Regions from separate parts of the Mus musculus genome. Here region 1 is linked to region 2. The links are chromatin contacts, called in public promoter capture Hi-C maps. All regions are on one chromosome and are shown on one strand. Each heading gives the region's core, a stretch centred on a gene start, on an enhancer-like site or on the middle of the called end of the contact. The rest is flanking DNA. Distances are from core to core; before and after follow the strand shown. Region 1 holds the start of Siglecg (sialic acid binding Ig-like lectin G). Region 2 holds the start of Siglecf (sialic acid binding Ig-like lectin F).

What was found. Promoter capture Hi-C pulls out the DNA fragments that hold promoters and counts their contacts.
Region 1: a promoter capture Hi-C map of macrophages shows a contact between it and region 2, with 9 read pairs. The contact joins the promoter of Siglecg here to the promoter of Siglecf in region 2. A contact is called at or near these places in 7 of 39 promoter capture datasets (the C10 cell line, the HPC-7 cell line, HPC-7-derived erythroid cells and 5 more), 3 of 15 datasets of contacts at CTCF or cohesin (CD8 T cells, the NIH/3T3 cell line and pro-B cells), 12 of 484 Hi-C or Micro-C datasets (the C10 cell line, ECoMG-derived neutrophils, the HPC-5 cell line and 9 more), 6 of 115 datasets of contacts at active chromatin or transcription factors (CD8 T cells, the HPC-7 cell line, effector CD8 T cells and 3 more) and 4 of 9 other capture datasets (adipose tissue, bone marrow-derived macrophages, liver and 1 more).

Annotation. Positions count from the first base shown.
Region 1 is chr7:43,406,651-43,413,338 of GRCm38.p6, forward strand. It overlaps Siglecg (sialic acid binding Ig-like lectin G), which reads left to right and starts at 1,630. Exons shown (of 12, transcript NM_172900.3): 1 at 1,630-1,720; 2 at 1,856-1,949; 3 at 2,081-2,458; 4 at 2,593-2,871; 5 at 3,859-3,906; 6 at 4,293-4,556; 7 at 4,764-4,811; 8 at 4,912-5,169; 9 at 5,240-5,524; 10 at 5,782-5,869; 11 at 5,965-6,076. The coding sequence starts at 1,910.
Region 2 is chr7:43,347,212-43,353,582 of GRCm38.p6, forward strand. Siglecf (sialic acid binding Ig-like lectin F) reads left to right here and starts at 4,130. Exons shown (of 10, transcript NM_145581.2): 1 at 4,130-4,209; 2 at 4,313-4,373; 3 at 4,436-4,798; 4 at 4,957-5,235; 5 at 5,411-5,458. The coding sequence starts at 4,337.

The sequences.
Region 1 (6,688 bases), core at 380-2,879, 57 kb after region 2:
GAGAGCATGAGGCAGCTGGCCATAACTCAAGGGGTGGGAAGGAGTCAGGGCAGAGTGTTAGCCCTCAGAGGTCTCCCCACACACATACAGTGACCCACCTCTGTTAACTTTCACTCCCAAACCAAAGGTTCTATGAGCTTGTGGTGGCGCACGCCTTTAATCCCAGCACTTGGGAGGCAGAGACAGGCGGATTTCTGAGTTCGAGGCCAGCCTGGTCTACAAAGTGAGCTCCAGGACAGCTAGGGCTATACAGAGAAACCCTGTCTCAAAAAAACCAAAAAAAAAAAAAAAAAAAGAAGCACCACAGTGAGTCAAGCTTCAAACACAGGAGCCTGTGGGAAACTTGAAGACAGACACACAGACACACCCACAGACAGACAGACACACACACACACACACACACATACACATACAGACACACACATACACATACAGACACACACAGACACATACAGACACACACAGACACACACACAGACACACATACAGACACACATACAGACACGTACACACAGACACACACACATACACATACAGACACAGACACGTACACACAGACACACACACACAGACACACACACAGACACACAGACACACAGACACACAGACACATACACACAGACACACACAGACAGACACACAGACACATACACACAGACACACAGACACATACACACAGACACACACAGACAGACACACAGACACATACACACAGACACACAGACACATACACACAGACACATACACACAGACACACAGACACACAGACACATACACACAGACACATACACACAGACACATACACACAGACACATACACACAGACACAGACAGACAGACACACACACACACATACACACAGACACATACACACAGACACACACAGACAGACAGACACACAGACACATACACACAGACAGACACACAGACACATACACACAGACACACACAGACAGACAGACACACACACAGACACACAGACACATACACACAGACACACACAGACAGACAGACACACACACATACACACCTTGCACCCTTTAGGTTGCTTGGTTCCTAGTAACATCGTCAGCCCCAGATATGGGAAACCTCATCAACGCATAAATTACAAGTGGGAAATTCAGTTCTCTGACTGAAGAGGAAGGACAAGCGGGGAACTGTGTTGAATTGTATTGAAGCCTGTGGGTACTTTTAGAGTTCAAAGTGTCAGTAGCTCACAAGGGAGGATGAAGGGGTAGAAGACCAGTCTATATTTTTCTGATTTAGCATGAAGCAAAGAAAAAAAAAAAGCATAGTGAGAAATATCCAGTTACATTTGAACATCATACAAACCAAGCTTTTTCATCTTTTCCTCCTCCTTTTCTTTCCCCCCTCTTCTTCCTCCTCTTCTAAGTGTAAATAGTACTCACAAAGTATTTGAGACATTTCATACCAAGAAATATAGTGACTACCTATTTGTTTTTAAATTTGAACATCAGCCAGGAGGTCTCGCTCTCCTGCACTCACCAGGACTCACTTCAAGAAGCACCACCCAAAACTCTTACTTCTGCTTTCTTACTGACCTAGCATCTAAAGAAAAGCCCCAACCTATATTCACCCACAGCAAGGTCCCCAGGCCAGGCATAGCTCTGTTCCCTCCCTCCCAGCCACTAGAGAGGGCTGGGAAGGATCAGTTGCAAATGTCCAAGGGCCAAATGCTCCATAAAACATGGAGTAGGCAGGTGGGTATGGGGGAGAAGGGAGTGGAGGGAAAGGGAGATGCAATGGGCTCGAAACTTGCAGTTTGTCTTGCACCGGTACCCAGGGCTCAGCTTCCGCCTACATTTCCCCTCCTCTCTCACTCCAATCAAACACAGACCAGCTGAGAAGGAGGCCAACTTGTGCAAGTCCAAGATCCCCCTAAGGCCACGATGTCACTGCTGCTGTTCCTGCTGTCCTTCCTGTTGGATGGTGAGTGGGTCCAAGGCCAGAGTGGCTCAAATTGGGGCTGGGGCTGGGGCTGGGGCTGGGGCTGGGGCTGGGGCTGGGGCTGGGGCTGGGGCTGGGGCTGGGGCTAAAGCTTATGCCTCTGTCTCCGACAGGGCCTCAAGGTCAGATGGAGAGCTACTTCCTACAGGTGCAGAGAATTGTGAAGGCACAGGAGGGTCTGTGCATCTTCGTGCCCTGCTCCTTCTCCTCCCCTGAGGGAAAATGGCTTAACCGTTCCCCACTTTATGGCTACTGGTTCAAAGGCATCAGAAAACCATCACTTTCATTTCCAGTGGCCACAAATAACAAAGATAAAGTGTTAGAATGGGAAGCCCGAGGGCGCTTCCAGCTCTTGGGGGATATCTCTAAAAAGAACTGTTCCTTGCTAATCAAAGATGTTCAGTGGGGAGACTCAACAAACTATTTCTTCCGGATGGAGAGAGGATTTGAGAGATTCAGTTTCAAGGAGGAGTTCAGGCTACAAGTGGAAGGTAAGAGTTGTAGACATAGCAGGGAACCTTGGTCTCTCACTGGGGGAGGGACAGTGGAAGATAAACTGTGATGCAAAGAAGACTACTTCTGGGAGGAGCCGCTGGAGTCACAGGATTGGTATCCTCTCCCTTAGCCCTGACTCAGAAGCCAGATATCTTCATTCCTGAGGTCCTGGAGCCTGGGGAGCCAGTGACCGTTGTCTGCTTGTTTTCCTGGACCTTCAACCAATGCCCAGCTCCTTCTTTCTCCTGGATGGGGGATGCTGTCTCCTTCCAAGAAAGCAGACCGCACACATCCAATTACTCAGTTCTGAGCTTTATCCCAGGACTTCAACACCATGATACTGAGCTCACATGTCAGCTGGACTTCTCTAGAATGAGCACACAAAGGACTGTCCGACTAAGAGTGGCCTGTGAGTATGGTATGGTGCTTTGGGCTGTCCTGGTGGTAGGAGGTAGAGAATTCCCCAACTCCATGCTCAGGAGGGTTCACGGAGGTGTGGTGGGGATGTCATTTAGTTGGTAGAGTGCTTGCCCAGCATGCACGAGGCCCTGGGTTCCATCCTCAGCAGCACATATACGGGAGGTGGTGGTTGCACATCTATACTCCAACCCTTAGGAGGGAGAGAAGCAAGACGATCAGGAGTTCGAGGTTATCCTTGGCTATGTAACATATATACATGATAGAATCCATGATCTTGTATAAATGGAGCAAAGGTTGCTGGGGAGATGAGTAGGCTGATAAAGAGTTTGACACACAGCCAGGCGCGGTGGTGCACACCTTTAGTCCCAGCACTTGGGAGGAAGAGGCAGGCGAATTTCTGAGTTTGAGGCCATCCTGGTCTACAGAGTGAGTGCCAGGTCAGCCAGGGCTACACAGAGAAACCCTGTCTCAAAAAAAAAAAAAAAAAAAAAAAAAAAAAGAGTTTGACACACGAGTGTGGAGAATGGGATTTGAACCCTCAGAGCATGCATAAAAGCGAGTCAGGCATGGTAGCCCCACTGGTAACCTCATCACTTTGGGAGACAGAGACAAGTGATCCCCAAGGCAAGTGAGCTAGCTAGACTGGCTACCCAATTAGCAAGCTCTGAGTTCAATGAAAGACCCTGCCTCCTTAAACAATGTAGACAGTGATTCAGGAAGGTACCTGGCTCCCCCACACACTTATGTGCACATGTGTGCATCCATACACACATGGCATGTCCACCACATACATTCAAAATCAAGCGGAGGAGGGCACACCATCCCGGGTGTGCCTGTACCCTGAGAGGCGATGGTTGCTTCATTTCTGGTTGGTCTCGTGCCTTCTCTGGGATAGTGGTGCTTTTCTTTCCCTGAGGGACTTCTCATGAGGAACAAAGCATTCCCCTCTGAAGTTGGCTCACAAATCTTCTCCCAGATGCCCCCAGATCTCTTGCTATCAGCATTTTCCATGACAATGTATCAGGTACGTTGGTCTCCTGGGGTCTTATAGGGCCGGTCCATTCCTTTTTGGGAAATGAAAAGTCTGGGGAGGGGGGAAGGGGCAGGTTGGAACTCTTTTTACTGCTTCTCCCTACCCTCCATCTTGCTCCCTCTCCCTTTCCTTATGTCTGTCTCTCTGCCCCTCTTTATCTATCTTTATGCCTCTGTCTGTCTGTCTCTGTGTGTATGTATTTGTCTGTCTGTCTGTCTCCGTCTTTGTGTCTATCTCTATGTCTATAACCATCTCTCTCTCTCTCTACCTTCATCCTTCCTCTGTTTCTCTGTCTCATTTTTGTCTGTTTCTCTCTTCATTCTTTTCTCTCTATCACTGTCCATCTCATCCTCTCTCTGCGGTGTGTGTCTCTCTAGTCCCAGACTTGCATGAGAATCCTTCACATCTGGAAGTTCAGCAAGGCCAGTCTCTTCGCCTCCTCTGTACTGCTGACAGCCAGCCCCCTGCTACACTGAGCTGGGTCCTAGAGGACCAAGTCCTTTCTTGGTCTAGCCCTGTGGGGTCGAGAACCCTGGCACTAGAGCTGCCCTGGGTGAAAGCTGGGGACTCTGGACACTACACTTGCCAAGCAGAGAATAGGCTGGGCTCCCAGCAACATACCCTGGACCTCTCTGTGCTGTGTGAGTATGATCTACCAAAGGTTCCTGGTCCCAAGAAGGACAAAGGAGTAACATCAGGCTATAAACAGTCAGATTACTGTGCAGCTTGTGTTGGGGACCCAATGAGTGATGCACCCACCCACCCACAGCTTCCATCCCTGGGAGGGATGTTCTGCCCAGGGAGAAGGCCCTGGCCTGTCTGGAGCCAGTTCCCTGTCTTCATTGCAGACCCCCCACAGGACCTGAGAGTGACTGTTTCCCAAGCAAACAGGACAGGTAGAAACGATGGACAGAGGAAGCTGGGCATCTGCGTGGGGAATGGGAGGCATCCCAGTTGATGGGCCACCTGGCAACTCTGCCTTCTGTTCTCCCCCAGTGTTGGAAATCCTCAGGAATGCCATCTCCCTCCCAGTCCTGGAGGGCCAAAGCCTGTGCCTAGTCTGTGTCACCTATAGCAATCCCCCAGCCAATGTGAGTTGGGCTTGGGTGACACAGACCCTGATCCCAATCCAGTCTTCAGAGCCTGGGGTCCTGGAGCTGCCTCTGGTCCAGAGAGAACATGAAGGAGAATTCACCTGTGCTGCACAGAACCCACTGGGTGCCCAGCGCATCTCTCTGAGCCTCTCTGTGCACTGTGAGTAGGCAAAGGGACACTGGGGATCTGTGATGAGGGCCCAGCTGCTGACCATTCTCCTCCTCCACAGACCCGCCCCAGATGTCCAGCCCCTCCTGCTCCTGGGAGGCCAAGGGTCTGCACTGCAACTGCTCCTCCAGAGCCTGGCCTGCCCCCTCCCTGCGCTGGCGGCTGGGGGAGGGGCTGCTGGAGGGGAACAGCAGCAATGCCTCCTTCACAGTCACTTTCAGCTCACTTGGACCCTGGGTCAACAGCTCCCTGAGCCTCCTTCAGGAGCTGGGGCCCAGCCTCTGGCTCAGCTGTGAGTCCTGGAACACCCATGGAGCCCAGACCACCTCTGTCCTGCTGCTACCTGGTAAAGGACCCCTTTTGGGACTAAGATTCGCTATGGAGGGGCTTGGTAGGGCAGGAGGTAGGGCTCTGTGGTTAGAGCGAAGTCTGGGAGGGTAAGGGCCATGGCCTAGGTCGGTGTGAAGAGGAGCAGAAGGGAAGGCAGGATTTCCGGCCCAGAATGCAGTCATGTTTTCTAGAGGGAAACGGGAAGAAGCTTAGGCGCAGTGTGCAGTAGAAAATAAGACCGCACACACATAGGATATGCCCATTCCTTTTCAGATAAAGACAGTGCCACAGCATTCTCCAAGGGAGCAGTTTTGGGCTTTGGCATCACAGCCCTCCTTGCCCTGTGCCTCATCGTGGTCATGTGAGTTGGAAGAAGCTAATAAGGGGGCTGGGATATGCACCTCCTGGGAGAGGGCAGGTGGAACAGTATTAGCAAGGTGGCGATTATTCCCTCAGCGTGAAGACCCTCCAGAAGAAAGGAACCCAGGAGGAACCCTCCAGGCCCAAGCTCTCCCGGGGCAGCACGATCCTGGACTACATCAATGTGGTCCCCAAGACCAGGTCCCTGGTGAGTTGCCAACTGTACTTCCAAACTAACATTGCCTTGCTAATTCTGCACATATCCCTTCCCTAGCCCTCTGATACCCATGCTTTAGAGATACAAAGGTGCAAAAAAAAAAAAAAAAGCATCCTAGATTAAGTCCAAATCCTGGCTCCCTCTGAGTCTTCACATCTTCTGTTCCCAAGTTGGAGGAACTCTCTCCAGCACTTAGCTTACTTTGCTTCCTTTATCGTCACCACCAAGGCCATGACTGCCTATGTGTAACTACTTGATCTGTAGTTACTGTGCTGGCAATAGAACCCAGAGCCATGAACATTCCTGGTACACCCATCCCCTCACTGCGGGATTCTAGGTGGGTACTCTACTACTGACCCATACCCCTAGCCCCTCACTTAGGGATTCTAGGCAGGTACTCTACCACTGAACCACACTTCCTGCACCTCTTTGGTGGATGCTAGACAAGTGCTGTACCACAGAACATCCTCAGCCCTAAAGAATAATTACTAACATCCTTGTGAAATGGTGCTTCCTACGGATTAAATTCAGGTCTCAAAGTCCGCTGGCTGGGCTCATATGCCTGTCCCTTCCCTTTCTGTTCATTATCACATGCTTTCAAGA
Region 2 (6,371 bases), core at 2,880-5,379:
ATCTTTATGCTCAATCAGCAGCCTTCCTGAGAGTGTTGAGCCAAATCTCCACCTCAGAGATGTTGCAGATATCAAAGACTCCATAGATGTCTCCGTCGCCAAATGATCATAGAAGTCAGGGATGATACTAGGGTGGTCTCTCTGAGTGACTTAAAGAATGAAGTTGTCAGAGACTACCTTGGTCAGCCCCGCAAGTGAGTCACCATCACTCTGGTTCCTCCATGAATGAGGAGCTTCTGACACACTCAAGAAGAGATGAAGAGTACACATCCATATCTGGAGGCAAAGGACCGTTCCACATGGTACGGAATTTGGATATTCTCCAGCTTTAGACCCAAAAGTGGAGAAAAACCACACATCAAAGAAGAGCCGCAGAGAACGCCCCAAACCCTCCACCACTCAGAGTCAGGAAGATAAGGCAGCAGAAGCAAAAGCCCTGGGAGCAGAGCCACTAAGCAGAGCTACTGATGAGGATGGTGCCGAGCTAGGGCCTTTGGTCACAGGTGATTGATAAATTATTTCTCCTCCAGTGAAATGAGCCAATTCAAGCCAGATTAGATTATATTAAATGCAGATTTATTGGGAAGCTGCTCTTGAGTGAGTTCACTGGCCCCAAGGACTGAGGGCAGGGAAGACACTACGGAGAGGGGAGCAGGAAAGGGGAAAAGAAAGGGCATATTCATGGTCACAGAGAGAAGGAGGAGGAGGAGGGGAAGGAGGGGGAGGAGGAGGAGAAGGGGAAGGACGGGGAGGAGGAGGAGGAGAGAGGGGAGAGGGGGAGGAGGAGGGAGGAGGAGGAGGGAGGGAGGGGGAGGGGGAGGAGGAGGGAGGGAGAGGGGGAGGAGAAAGAAGAGGAGGAGGGGGGAAGGAGGAGAAAAAAGAGGAGGAGGAGGAGAAAGAAGAGGAGGAGGAGGAGGAGGAAGAGGAGGGGGAGGAAGAAGAGGAGGAGGAGGAGAGACCAAAATGTCCAGATTCTATAGGGCGGAGCCTCTGAGATATGAGCAGCCCAGCCTGGGGCTGGAAAGTTCAGGATTGAGGGCAGGGTGTGCCAAGTAGGGACTGAGGGATGCTGGGAGAACCTGGAGGCCAGATCTGTTTTGATGTGTAAATTATGCACCCCAGTCCCTTGTCCTGGGGTCCAAAACCAAACAGTGATGAGAAGTGAAAGAGGAGAGTGAATGTTTCAGATGCTGACAGGTGCAGGAGGTGCTGGTGGGCTTGGGGTAGGGGATGATGCTGGGATTCAAGTGAGCCGACCAAGCTGATCTTGACACCAGCAGGTCTGGGGAGAAAATCTTGTGGGATGGCTGAGCATTGGAGAAAGATGGTTCAGAGATTAAGAGCACTTGCTACTCTTGAACAGGTCCTGAGTTCAGTTCCCAGTACCAAGACCAAGTGACTTACAACTGCCTATAACTCCAGTTCTGGGAAATCTGGTGTCCTTTACTGGCCTCTACAAGTACCAGACACGTATGGTACACATAAACGCATGCCCACCCACATACAGACTTAAATAAAAATATTTTTTCCTTAAAAGCAAATATCTGAGTATAGGTTGTAGACAACAGAAACCATTTGAAAAATATATTAAAGTAATAAAAATCAGATTGAGCAGAAATGGCTTCAAATTCTCAAGTAGCATCAAGTTATGATGGGATCATGATCGTGCCAGCATTCAAAGCCTTCATGGCAGTGGCTAAGATGATAAATACAACGGCCGGTTGTTATTTTGAAACCACTGATGCCCACAGTCCATCCTTGCTTGGTGAGAAAGGACCAGGGATCTGTTTGTTTTAGAGGGATCTTGGGTACATTTCTCCAGCTACTAGTCAGGACATAGTGGGGTAACTGGCAGACTTCTGGTCTAGAGAAGATGGCATTGACTCACCACCTCCTCCTTTCTTTAAGTAAGAATGCCTCAGAAAGAATGCAAGAGGCAGAATAAAACAGGCTGAAGGATGTGTTGAAAAGGCCAGCTGTTTTGGGATTTGAGATTAAGGGACAAGATAGAAGAGGGGCATCTGCATCCCTGTCACACACACCCTTTACCAGGAGAAGAGTCTTCAAAACCTATCTGAGACCCTCACTGTACAAGGCAGTGATGTGAGGTCATGGGCTCACCCATCTCCTGCGTGGAACAGGAGCCCTCCCAACAGCATCATGCTACTGCTTCATCTTTCCCTGACCTTCGAACCAGTTTCTTTAAGCTTCAAGCAGAGACCGAAGACCAGACATTCAACACCAGACTGAGGCTGCTGAGACATCAGCCTGTGAACTAGCAAGCTTGGTCTCTAATGTGAGGCAACCATTATTTAGACTACCCACATAGTATCAGATTCAAACAGTCCTGTTCCTTTAGAGAACCCCAATACATACATACACACACACATGCAAACACATGTATGCACATGCACACAAACAAACACACGTGTGTGCGCGAACACACACACACACACACACACACACACAGCAGCTTCAACGTGTTTATTTTTCCTCAGTACTGAGTCTGGAAGCTCTAGGTCAACCTCTTTACAACAGAGAGTCCTCTGACACCTCTTTCTTTGGCCTGCAGAGGGAGTGTACTGGCTAGTTTTGTGTCAACTTGACGCAGCTGGAGTTATCACAGAGAAAGGAGCTTCAGTTGAGGAAATGCCTCCATGAGATCCAACTGTAAGGCATTTCCTCAATTAGTGGTCAAGGGGGAAGGGCCCCTTGTGGGTGGTGCCATTTCTGGGCTGGTAGTCTTGATTCTATAAGAGAGCAGGCTGAGCAAGCCAGGGGAAGCAAGCCAGTAAGGAACATCCCTCCATGGCCTACTCATCAGCTCCTGCTTTCTGACCTGCTTGAGTTCCAGCCCTGACTTCCTTGGTGATGAACAGCAGTATGGAAGTGTATGCCAAATAAACTCTTTCCTTCCCAACTTGCTTCTTGGGCATGATGTTTGTGCGGGAATAGAAACCCTGACTAAGACAGGGAGTCTTCGCCCCATGTCTTCCTGTGGATGCCCTGTGTAAGTCTGTGTCTCTGGTGGTTAACCTCTATTGGAAACTTGAGGTCCAGACTCGCCTGGGACATGGGCCCTCAGCATGCCTTGGGTGATTATCATGATTAGATTAACTGAAGTGAGGAAACCCACCCACTTCTGGTTTCATAGGTTAGGATCCTAGACTATACAGTGACCTGAGAATAGTCCGTCACTTCTCACTCTGCTTCCTGACTGAAGGTGAAGTATGGCCAACCACTGTACACTCCTGTAGCCATGCCTTCACCATCACAATGGATTGCAACCTCCAACTCTGAGCCAACAGAAACTATTTTTGTTTTTAAGTTGCTTTTATCTGGATATTCTATAACAGCAACAGAAAAGTTATTTAGGCAATTAGAGTTCCAGTCTCCTCCTCTTCTTTATACATTAAACAACTATTGAATTTTGAATTCCCCCCCCCCCTCTCTCTCTGCCCACCACGGTTTGAGTGTGCCACCAAGCAGTAGTAGGGGGTCAAAGGGCAACTTTTGAGAGTTAGTTCATTCTTTCCACAATGTGAGTGGCTGGCCAATGTCTTTACCTGCTGAGCCATGTCCCTGATCATCAACCTTTTCCTTTTTTAAAAAAATTATTTATTCATTCATTTTACATCCCAATATCAGCCCCGCTCTCCTCCCAGTACCCACTGTACCCACTCACACAGACTCTTCCCCCATCCTCCCTTCTCCTCTGAGAAAGGAGAGACCTCTGGGTATCATACCACACCCCTACCACCACTATCCTCCGCCCCCCAGCACCTCACACACACACAGTGCATCAAGTCACTGCAGGACTGGGTGCATCCTCTTCCACTGAGGCCAGACTAGGAGGCCCAGTTATGAAAATGGATCCACACGCAGGCAACAGACTCAGGGAGGGTTCCAGTTGTTGGGGAACCCACATGAAGATCAAGCTGCAGATCTGCTACATATGGGGTAGGGGACCTAGGTCCAGTCTGTGTTCCCTCTGTGCATTAACCTCTTTCTTAATACAAACAAATGAGAAACAAATGCTACAGTTCAGGAGTGGAGGGTGGGTCTTCCTCATCGACTTTGCCTCCCATGATGATACACATGAAAAGTGGAAGTGTTTACTTTCCAGGGCCTTGATAGTGCTGATAACCTGTGGGTGGAAAGTTCCCTCTCTGTGGTCAGTCACTCTGTCTCTCTTCATTCCTGGACTAGGTTAGTAGGACGACTTCTCAGTCCTGTGACATTGAAGCCTGTGACCCTCACCCCAGGGATCCACTTCAAACTGATCAAGTTTTCTTTCTCTGGCCACCCACAGGAACCTAGAGCCTTTCACTGTGTGATGCGGTGGGCATGGCTGCTGCCCCTGCTGTGGGCAGGTGAGTGGGAACAGGGACCGGGCTAGTGGGACAGGACCAAGATAACCCTCATTTCTTTGCAGGGTGCCTGGCTACGGACGGTTATTCGCTCTCAGTGACTGGTTCAGTGACAGTGCAGGAGGGCCTGTGCGTCTTTGTAGCCTGCCAAGTCCAGTACCCCAATTCCAAAGGTCCTGTCTTTGGCTACTGGTTCCGGGAGGGGGCCAATATATTCAGCGGCTCTCCAGTGGCTACAAATGACCCACAGCGATCAGTACTGAAGGAAGCTCAAGGTCGATTCTATCTCATGGGGAAGGAAAATAGTCATAATTGCTCCCTGGACATCAGAGATGCACAGAAAATCGACACAGGGACGTACTTCTTCAGATTGGATGGTTCTGTGAAATACAGTTTTCAGAAGTCAATGCTCTCTGTGCTTGTGATAGGTAAGTGAAGAGGGGATATGTGGAGGTCCTTGTTCTAAAAGCCTTTGGGTGCCCTGGAGACCGCATAATGAGGTTGGTTGGGAGAGAAGCCTGGCTTGAAATAGGGTCATACATAGTGATCCCCAGCACATCTTGTGTCTCTATTTCTCTCTGTCCAGCTCTGACTGAGGTCCCTAACATCCAAGTCACATCTACCCTGGTGTCTGGCAATTCTACCAAACTGCTCTGTTCTGTGCCCTGGGCCTGTGAGCAGGGGACACCCCCCATCTTTTCCTGGATGTCATCTGCCCTCACTTCCCTGGGCCACAGGACCACCCTCTCCTCAGAGCTGAACCTCACACCCAGGCCTCAGGACAATGGCACCAACCTCACCTGCCAGGTGAACTTACCTGGCACTGGTGTTACTGTGGAGAGGACTCAACAGCTCAGTGTCATCTGTGAGTGTCCAGACCTGGGTCTCTGGGGAGGGGAGATTAGGGGTGTGGGATGGAGGGGTTAGAACTGGGTGATGGTTCCTGAATGCTAAGACTGTGGGAGGAGAAAAGACCAATGGGGTGGAATACCTGCAGCCATCTTTCCTCTGAAAGCAAACAACCATATGTGTCTATGCAGATGCTCCACAGAAGATGACCATCAGGGTGTCCTGGGGAGATGACACAGGTAGAGTCAAATTTCTCCTCCCTGGGATGGGTACAGGGACTGCCTCTGCAGGAGATGAGCAGGTATTCTGGACCTCAGGCAGGAGGAAGCTCAGGATTCCCCCACCCCTTACTCATATACTGCAGTCTCCCCATTATATCAGTTATCAGGGTTCCAATATATGGATTGTAGTGAAATATAATTCTGCCGATATAAAAATTTAATAATAATAGTTCTTGATATCTAATGACTCCTGTCTTGGTTGACCATACACAGATATCCTTGCATGCACATTTAAACACCCATATACATGCACACACATACACATACACACACACACACACACACACACACACACACACACACACACATACACACACACACATCTTCTTCACACACCACTTTGCAATTTTATCATTTTTAGTTCATTCTTTAATTTTTACTTATTTATACAGGATGGAATTATACCACTGAGCTAAACCCTAGACACTTTTTAAAAAGAGGTTCCTAAAGAAATTAACTCCCCTCAAAAGCCAGGCCCCAAACTGAACTCAAAGTTACAGGAAGCCAGCTCTCTGGAGATTACGGAAGCAAAGCAACTGATCTCAACCCCAGACACCCAGTGGGTGCAAAAAGAGACAAGGACCTCCCCAGTTTCAAAACAGCTTGGCTAAGGAAAGCAGCTAACTTCCTTATTCGGCTCCTCTTTCCTGTCCTTAGCCACAAAACCCCCAGCTTGAAGTATATAACCTGCACCCTACTGAACTCTGGTCATTGTGTTTCTGAGTCCGTTCCCTGATCACTGAGTCCCGTTCCCTGATCACTGTGTAGCCCAAAGAAACCCTCTGGGATTAAATAAAGCCTGCCCTAGGTGTTTGAGGTTGTCTAGAGTCTCAGCTCTTGTGCCTTCCTATAAACCTAATTCTTACTTATG